Regions from separate parts of the Mus musculus genome. Here all the other regions are linked to region 2. Evidence: chromatin contacts called from public Hi-C and promoter capture Hi-C data. All regions are on one chromosome and are shown on one strand. The core of a region is the stretch at or near the end of the contact, and the rest is flanking DNA. Distances in the headings are between cores, read along the strand shown.

The links. Promoter capture Hi-C pulls out the DNA fragments that hold promoters and counts their contacts. A called contact is a pair of places that touch in the nucleus more often than the background predicts.
Region 1: a contact with region 2 is called in a Hi-C map of CD8 T cells, with 6 times the contacts expected there. The contact joins the promoter of Cep162 here to the promoter of Phip in region 2. A contact is called at or near these places in 1 of 39 promoter capture datasets (erythroid cells) and 1 of 484 Hi-C or Micro-C datasets (CD8 T cells).
Region 3: a promoter capture Hi-C map of pre-B cells shows a contact between it and region 2. The contact joins the promoter of Cox7a2 here to the promoter of Phip in region 2.

Annotation. Positions count from the first base shown.
Region 1 is chr9:87,254,151-87,256,909 of GRCm38.p6, forward strand. It overlaps Cep162 (centrosomal protein 162), which reads right to left and starts at 1,382. Exons shown (of 27, transcript NM_199316.2): 1 at 1,113-1,382.
Region 2 is chr9:82,973,699-82,976,899 of GRCm38.p6, forward strand. It overlaps Phip (pleckstrin homology domain interacting protein), which reads right to left and starts at 1,791. Exons shown (of 40, transcript NM_001081216.1): 1 at 1,554-1,791; 2 at 1,390-1,448; 3 at 1,229-1,258; 4 at 976-1,035. The coding sequence starts at 1,593.
Region 3 is chr9:79,758,369-79,761,189 of GRCm38.p6, forward strand. It overlaps Cox7a2 (cytochrome c oxidase subunit 7A2), which reads right to left and starts at 1,485. Exons shown (of 4, transcript NM_009945.3): 1 at 1,272-1,485; 2 at 122-211. The coding sequence starts at 1,289. It also overlaps the pseudogene Gm51685.

The DNA of each region.
Region 1 (2,759 bases), core at 132-2,631, 4.3 Mb after region 2:
TTTTATATATGTACACACATATATATGATGTAACTTGACAGTTATATTGCAATTACGAGACACCATTGGAGGTCTAATTCATTGAAGCTAACTGACTTGGGAAAGTAGCTTATGAAGTATGTCTTCTCAAGGTTGATCATTACATTTCATCCAGTCGCTAAGAGGTGGGCTCCAGGATCTTTTCCACTGTATATGTATTTGTCTCTGCTAATACCTCTCAGAATCCAGGTCCTCACAGAGAATATTAAAAAAAAAAAAATTAAAAGAGCAGGAGTGGAAAGACTAATATTTTTTCTTGTAAAGCACAGTATACAGGTTGTGCTTCCGGATTCACGTATTTTCAAATTAAGGGTTTTGCAAAATAGACTTTCTATAATCAGGATTTTTTTCCAGACATAAACTAAGTGAATTTATAAGACTCAGAATATAATAAAGAATTTAGTGGTGCATCCCAGAGATTTCTACACTTAGGAGACAGACAGCTCTTTAGTTGGGAGGTTAGCCTGAGTTACAAGCCTGAATTTCAGGTTAGTCTGAGCTATATAGTGCAATCCTGTCTTAAAACATCCCCAACGAGCACAGAATACCCTTGGAAGTTAATGACACACATTAACTACTATTTATGTTTCTCTTGAAGCAAAGGCAGGCTAAAAGAAACAATGCCGCGAGCACCTTTAATGGGATCTAGTCAAGTTGTCTCAAAGCTGGACTTCAGCTAGGAGAGGCCATCTTCAGATCTGTCCTAAACCTTTGGATTTAACTCTTTAGGGCAACACGAACAAACGCTAGTTTTCTTTTCTAAGGGACGGCAGCAGGTTTGCCCACCATCTTTCAGTGGAATACTTAGTGCTTTTATTTGCATTTTCGACTAAGAGGTCTTAGGGTCAGGATGAGGAGTTGGACAAACAGGTTAGTCAGAGGCAAACCCCACGAAAGGGCCCTCAGCTCAGTCCAGGCTGCAGGAAGCGCAGATTTGGGGGCTAGCTCGAAGCAAAGACTTGGAGTCCCGACAGAGGAGCGGAGTAATGCGCAAAACAAAGTTCGGAGACCCTGCCTGAGGTACAACCTGGAAACAACAACAGGGTCGCAGACAGCCACAACGCCTCACCTACCTGCTCCTGGGAGCCCGCGCTCTCCCGGAAAGTCCCGGCGAGCGGGCTGTTGTCAGGGCAACAGACCCCTACAGGCGGGCTCCCGGGTGTCACGTGATCCTGCCTGCCACGTGACCCAGGGAGCAGCCAGACAAGCTGTCAGTCTTCTGGTGACTCTCAAATAAAGATTGGAACCTTCACGGCTCTGCAGGATGTGGCGGCCGTAAGGGACGTGGGCGCGGCAGCAGTGTGCACATCCCGCTTTCTCTTACTCCCGGAAATCCCGAGCTCAGCTAGCCGGCCGGGAAGACCCAGGCGCAAGCGCACCATCTAGAGCCAGCGCGTGGCTTTCTGGGAGTTGTAGTTTAGTCCCTTTGTGCTCGTCCTTCCGCAGCGAGCTGCTCTTCTTTCCAGCCTTTCCCACCCTTTTCATTTGAAGGCTACTGTCCAGGTTGAAAGTTTTAAAAACGGTGTAAGAGGGTTGATTTCCTTCAAGTAATAAGCCTTGTGTGGGTGTTATGAGAAAAGTACAAATGCATTAGAAATAATTCCGGTGTTAGAAGAGATGTCCGCCACCCAGTGGACAAGCATTTGAAAATACACAATACCAAGATTCTCAGTGAGAGCCTTGCACTAGTTCAGCAGCTCTGGTTTTTCTGGTATCCTGCTTTTCAAAGCTCTCTTCTGCAGTGGTTTGCTTGAGTTTTTATTTTATTTTACTTTTTTACCCGCTCTCTCTCTCCTCTTTCTTTCGCTCTCTGGATACGTATACACAGGCACACCAAATCAGAAGACAACATTTTGGAATGAAAGTAAAATCTTCAAACAGTAAAGGTCTTTGCCTCTGGTATACATAGTTCTGTACCTCCTTTCTGGCCTGAACTTTTCACTCAACAATGCATATTGACATCTGAGTGTGTACAAGCCAGAAACTATCCGATTAAAATGCAATAATAGAGACCTGTTTTAAGCTACCATTTTAAGCTTGGTGAGAGCATTATGTACATTATTTAAATTTTACAATTTACAAGTCAACTTAATTCAGCTTATGGCTTTTCTTTTAGTACATACTGAATTGAGCACATTCCATGCCCTATAGACGTGGGTTCCGTGAAGCAGACAAGTAGCCCAGACAACTGTTAAAGGAGTGCGGCAAGAAGAGCTATGGTGGCTAGTCATGTACACAAGCTGAGAAAGTTGGGGGATTTTTTTCCACTTGAGGTCTCATTTCAGTCTCACTCACCATAGTTATTTTTTACCATCAACTTGTTAGGGTCCAAGATCTTGGGAGAATGATACCCTAAACTAAGTAGTATGCAAAAGCAAAGAATGTTTATTCAGCAGAATTTCCTGCAAGGAGGGGTCTCCTCATTCAGGAATGGACACATGTAGTGAGTGGGCTTGCAGGCCTAGCTTTTATATTTGTCAGTTAGGGGAATTCCAGGGAGGAATTTGTGCCATTTTGCCTTGATTGGTTAGCTCTATCTCTAGAAGTTTGACTGATTCTACAATTGGTTAGGGCTCTGGAGACTTCCCAGGTTTGGGGTGGGGAGGGATCTCTTATCCATTCTAGATACCTATTCTTACTTCAGGCCAGATGACAAGGTGTCCACAGATTGGCTGCCTGTGGCTTGGTTTGCTGACCACAGGTTCCTGGACTTAGGGTCT
Region 2 (3,201 bases), core at 541-3,040:
AAACTAAGAGAACCTTACCATTCACCATACTCGTGTCAGCTCCACGTATGGAAAGCAACTGTTTGTAAATTATTGCCTTTGAAAACTCACCAACTATAAAAACATTGTTTTTCAATCAATTAAAGAAAAACATCTCAATATAAACAAAAACTTAAAAGCCAAGGTCCACCCCACGGCAACTATGCAGATAAAACCCACAATTCTTCAATGACCTCTATAAATGACTTTTAATAAAAGAAGGTAATATCCCCCAAGAATCTGCAAAATTGGAAAACGCCTATTAAAACTTCCAGGTTTATACTTCGGCAGATCTGTTTGTATAATGCACAATGTGCCGCTGGGTGACTACCATATCTATCTGAACGCCTCCAACCAAACAAAGATTAAAAAAAAATAAAATTAAAAATCTGGGTCTGAATCTACAGAAAACAAAAGACAGAGGAGAAGGGGGAAAAAAAATTTTAAAAAATCTTGCCAAGGTTCCTCCGCGGCTCAAAGGCCTTCTTGTGAAATGCTAATGCCACTTCGGAGCAGTTAGTCACCAGCTATTGTGTGGAGCTGGAGAAAGCTGAGCCGGCCGCGCGTGCAGAGCAAGCAAGGAGCTGGCGAGCGCGCTCTCCAGGCTTGCGCCGCTCCCGCTGCCGCCGCCGCCGCGCGCGCGCCCCCGCGCGGATACGCGCGCCGGCCCCTCCTCCTCTGGCCTTGCACTGCACAACACTCATGACGTATCTTTATTTCTAGCACATTAACAAAATATCACAAATAAATTGTCCGCGGACCCCGCGGCCCCGGGGCGCCCGCACCCCCGGCTGCCGCCCCCCGCAGCCCCCGCTCCGGCCTCCCAACCCTCCCCGTGGCCTTTGCAGCTTTTCCCGTTCTGGGGCCAAGTTTTTGTCTCTGTAAAAAATTGCGGGAAATTCAATTTTTATTCGACTCGGGGAAAAGTTTCTTTGCAGTGCGCTAGGAATGTCTCACCAGATTCTGGTAGGTCCTGGGGTGCTCCTTCCCGGTCCAGTCGGTGCGCCGGGGCAGCAGCTGCGGGGACAGGACGCCCGGTGAGCGCGGCCCCCGGCCCGGACCGACGCCGCTCCCCTCCCCAGTCCGCCCCGCGCCCCGCCGGGGACCCCCCGCGCCCCGCGTCCCGCGCCCCGCCGGACGCCCGAGCTTGCGCAGCGGCCCGGGGGAGGCCGTGCGGCGGCGGGACGGCGCCGGGCCGCCGCGCCCTTACCTCCTTCTCGGCCACTTCGCGGATCAGCACCTGCAACAACAAAGCGGGGACGCTGAGCCCCCGCGCCCCGGGCCGCGGCCCCGCCGCCGCCGCCGCCCTCCCCCACGCCCGCGGGCGGCCACCGCGAGCGCCCGCCCGTCCCCGCGCCGCGCGCCGCCTACCTGAGCCGCCTGCTGACAGGGTCCATCTTCCAGGAACCGGGCGATGAGGAAGTAGAGCTCTGCGCGGGAGAGAAGGACGGGGAGACACGGGCTGAGCGGCCGCGGGGGGCGGGGGCCCGCGGGCGAGTCCGCCCGGCGCGGCGGCCCCGCAGCGCCCGACTTACCCGATCGCAGCTCCGAGAGGCCTTTCCTCTCACGAGACATGTTTGCGGGTCACTTCGGGGCCGCCGGCGGGACACCCCGCCGCCGAGGGGACGCGGGGACGGTGCCGCCGCCTGCCCTGTAGCTGTCAGTGTGTGCTCACGAGCCGAGCCTCGGCTCCACCATTCAAGCAACGGCGGCGGAGGCGGAGGAGGAGGAGGAAACAACAACTCTCAGGCAGCGGCCCCGGCTGCGGCCGCCTCCGCCGGGATCCCTCCGCCGCAGAAAGGAGTCCGCGCCTTCGCGGCCCCGCACTCGCCGCCCCCGCCCCCCGCGGGAAAAGGAGTGCCTCGGCCTAGGCCCGCGCCCGCGCGGTCGTCGCTCCGCGCGCCCTGGGCCGCCACTTATTTATTTATTTCCAGCGCGAGGAGATGTCGGAGCCGAAGCGGCGGGCTGCCTGGCGGGCGCTTTCTCTAAAGAGGCCGCGGGCGGGAGGGAGAAAGGGAGGGAGGGGAGGAGGGGGCCGGCACGGCTGCGCGGAGGGATCTGACGCACACGGAGCCGCAGCACAGGCTCTATTCAGCGGCGCTGGCTGGGTTGAGATGGAAGTTAGTTTCTATGTAGCAGAAATAGGAAACAAATGAAGCAAAACTGCTCAAAGAGGGGAAATGCCGGGAGGACTGGGCTCACTCTCACGCACGCACAGAGACTCTCAGCGAGCACTCTCAAGCTGGGCCAAGTCGGGATCGCGCTGCCCTGCCCGACTTGAACGCTAGTGTTTGCTTTCAGTCTTGCCATGTGCATGTGTATAAATGCTGCGGATTGGCATCCGTGTAAGTCTTGTCCTGCGATATTTCTGCAGCCTGGGCAAGTGTTGTGTAATTTATTGGAGTGCCGTGGGTTGCAATAGAGGTTCGGGCTTTTTTTTTTTTTTTTTTTTTTTTGAGCCACTTGCGTTCTGCAAACCCGTTATTCCCCGAAGCCACCTCTGCATATTTCTTTTATTACTACCATCGCCTGAAGCGTTCGTTTAAAAAAAAAAAATGTTTTTGTTTTGATAAACGGGCAAGAGGAACTCCAGATTTGTACTTCAGCTCATCTTTTCCCCCACTTATTACAAAAAGGCTAGTGATGGCTAATTAGGGATTTGGAAGTGAAGAACCTTAAAGCTTTTTAAAGTGTTTACAAGAAGGGCTAATATAAACCTGAAGGAAAGGAAAGGGCGCTAGCTAATACTTATCTCTAACTGATATGGAGGTAAATTACTGACACGGTCGATAACCTACCGAAGGTTATTGAAAGAGTATATTACAGTTTAGCAAAGGTGATTAGTGATTAAATAATTTAAATTATCTGTGTATCTTGCAGTTGACTTCGTCATGCTAATTAATGGCTTCTAATTTACGGTGTAAACCATTCCTGTTTACAGTTAATCACGGGAAGACTTCTTAAAAACTGGCGAAAAGCAGAAACAAAAATCTTTTCGTAAATCCTAATGTAATTACTGGTTTTATATGATACATCGTTCATCTGTGTTTTGCTGATGAGGATAGGGGCCTTGTTATTTTTAAAACGAATATGGGTGAAATTAATGGAAACAATGGAAAAGGCCGTTTGTTAAAAAACAAGGACACCGAGTGATATTTATCTCCAGATGAATTAAGCACTTTC
Region 3 (2,821 bases), core at 235-2,734, 3.2 Mb before region 2:
GATAAAAAAAAAAAAAAAAAAAAAAAAAAAACCTTGAGAGCCTCTAAGAAGCAGATCCTCTGGACTTACTCTACCGTGCCAGCTCTGTTACAATTAACAATCACATAGAACACTTCAGTACCTGAAACAGCTTTTGTTTCTCTGGAACCTTGTTTTCAAAATGCCTTCGTGAAGTGGTGCTGATGGTCCTCTGGGCAATCTGACGAAGGGCCTGAAACAGAAAATTCACATGCATCGAACAAGACCTAAGAGTCCAAAGAAACCTGTAAAGGCAACTTCCAACCCTTCACACTGAAAGGAAGCTGAGATTTAAAGCATTATCGAACTTGTCAGTACTATCCAAGACTAGCATCCAGATTTTCTACATGTTGTCTATTCTCTGCTCTGTGCTTCATGTTACATATCATAGTCTTCAGAAACCATGACCTATATATAACCTGTGCCTGAAATTAATCAGTAGTATTTTATAGAACAAAACATGCTGATATACAGAAAAATAAATGATATAGACATCTTATAAGTTCTAACATTTTCATTTAATATTTGCCTATGTCAAAAATCTATTCCTGGCAGGGTAGTGGAGGCTCAAGACTTTAATCGCAGCACTAGGGAGGCAGAGGCCATGCTAGTCTACAGATTTAGTTCCAGGATAGCCAAGGCACTGAAAAATTACTTTGCAGTGGAGGGCACATGCTAGAACACTCCTGGACATCTAAGAAAAATGTAATTGGTGTTAAGTCTTAATTGTGTTAAACGATTACAAAATAAAATCAAAACACACCTTTTTAAATTTTGGAGAAATATTCACCAAGTGTTAAAGGTAATTCTGAATCGTCATTACACTTCAATCATGAAACCCATTAAATCCCAACTAAAACTGTACAATTTAGTTCTTTGGCTTACTTCTTTGAATCAGGTAAAATTTTATCTTTTCACTATGATACAAAACAAAATGACAACAAAAAGCCACCTTCCACCTAGGTTTTCCAGGTGTCCAAGATCCCCCCACTGGAGCCTACGTCAGAGCTACAGTCATAGCCATAAGCAACGGTAAGCTGTAGTGACCAAGAACCAAATGCGATCCTGCTCTTCCCTCTACGACTACCCAGAAACAGCCAGGGGCGAGTGGACGGAAGGTCAGGGAAAAGGACGCGCGGCCAAGGTGACTCCGGCTGCTGTCTTCTGCCACATTTCCAGCACGCCTTTCTGTCAGGATGCCTGACCCTCCGCCCCGACACTCCAGTACCAGCCAAACCCCCAAAGCTACCTACCAGCAGATTCCGCAACATCTTGGCTCGGTTGTTACCCACCAACCGCGACTACTGAACGCCAAAAATCGAAAGCCACCAGACCGGAAACGGAACTCCCTCCTAGCGCTGCGCGCGCGTCGAGCAAGAGGGCTCGTTCCGGGAAGAGGAGGGGCTCGCGCTCCCGACCATAGAGAGCGGAAGGCGAGCCAGAGCGACTTCTCGCAGCGGCCCGTCTAGCCTCCGGACCTCCGAAGCTATCCTTACCACTTGGCTCCGCCCTGCCGCGCCTGCCGCCGGACCCAGAATCACAATGGAAAGCAAACGCCACCCGCAATGGAGAGGCGTGAAGTCTTGCAGCCCTCTTCATACGCTCTGGTGAAGTCAGTGGACAACCAGACTACCCGGAAAGTAGCTTGTCTTGTGAGAAGGCTTTGAGCCATTGTTTACAGTCTGAAGGAACAATGGATGTCAAAGCTACGTCGTACAAGCTTAAATATTCAAAAGCTCCTCTTAATACGGATAGAGTCCAGTTTTAGGGTTTGTCTTCCACAGATGAAAGTGGGAGGCGTTAGTCTTTGTGCTGAGATCATATAGGAACGACCGATGTTGGCATCCACAGGTATGCCAACCTGTGGATCTTCTGCTAAACTCCTTGTGCTGGAAGCTCTTCCTGTGTCCCCAGACTGGAACTGGCTGACTTCGTTATTGAGTCTGGGAAAACGCTGAAAAGAGGGGAATACATTTTTAAATCCACGTTCAACACAAATATCGACTGTGTCGTGCTTTCTCAGATCCGCAGCACATTTCACTCCTGGATGGAGCTGTCAGAAGTGCGCGTATTTTACAGATAGGCTGTTAGCATTTTGCATCAGTCTTGCATAACTATTCCTCCTTACAACTGCCTTTATTCTTCTGCACACTAATGTACAAGTAAAAATAATCTACTCAACAATACAAATGTCTTTCCACCCTTTTGCAAACTCAGAAACGACTTCATTGCCATTTCAGGTAAAAGCTAATGATAAACGGGTTCCACAGTGTTGCGTGAATAAAAACTGGTAATGCTTAATTCCTTCAAATCTTGGGGTACTTTTTTCTTCATAACCTACTGTACCCCCAACACAGTCTAAATTTTCTTCCTTACCAAGTTTATAAACACCCATTATAACTGACTTTTTTTCTACCACCTCTTAATTATTCAATGTACCATCGAGCATAATTACCAACAGCTGGGGATGGGGAGTTTTGTTTTTTTTTTTTTTTTGTTTTGTTTTTTACATTTATTGTCTGTAATTGGAATTCGTTAAAGTTTGTGCTGCTGTCGCTGTTTCACCACAGGATATAAGTTTTCCCAGAACCGACTGTATACTTACCATTCCCCTAACACTAATAAAAATGGGCCTACTAGGGGGGCTGGTGAGATGGCTCAACGGGTAAGAGCGCTGACTGCTCTTCTGAAGGTCCTAAGTTCAAATCCCAGCAACCACATGGTGGCTCACAACCACCCATAATGAGATCTGATTACCTCTTCTGGTGTGTCTGAAGTCAGCTACTTACATATAATAATAAGT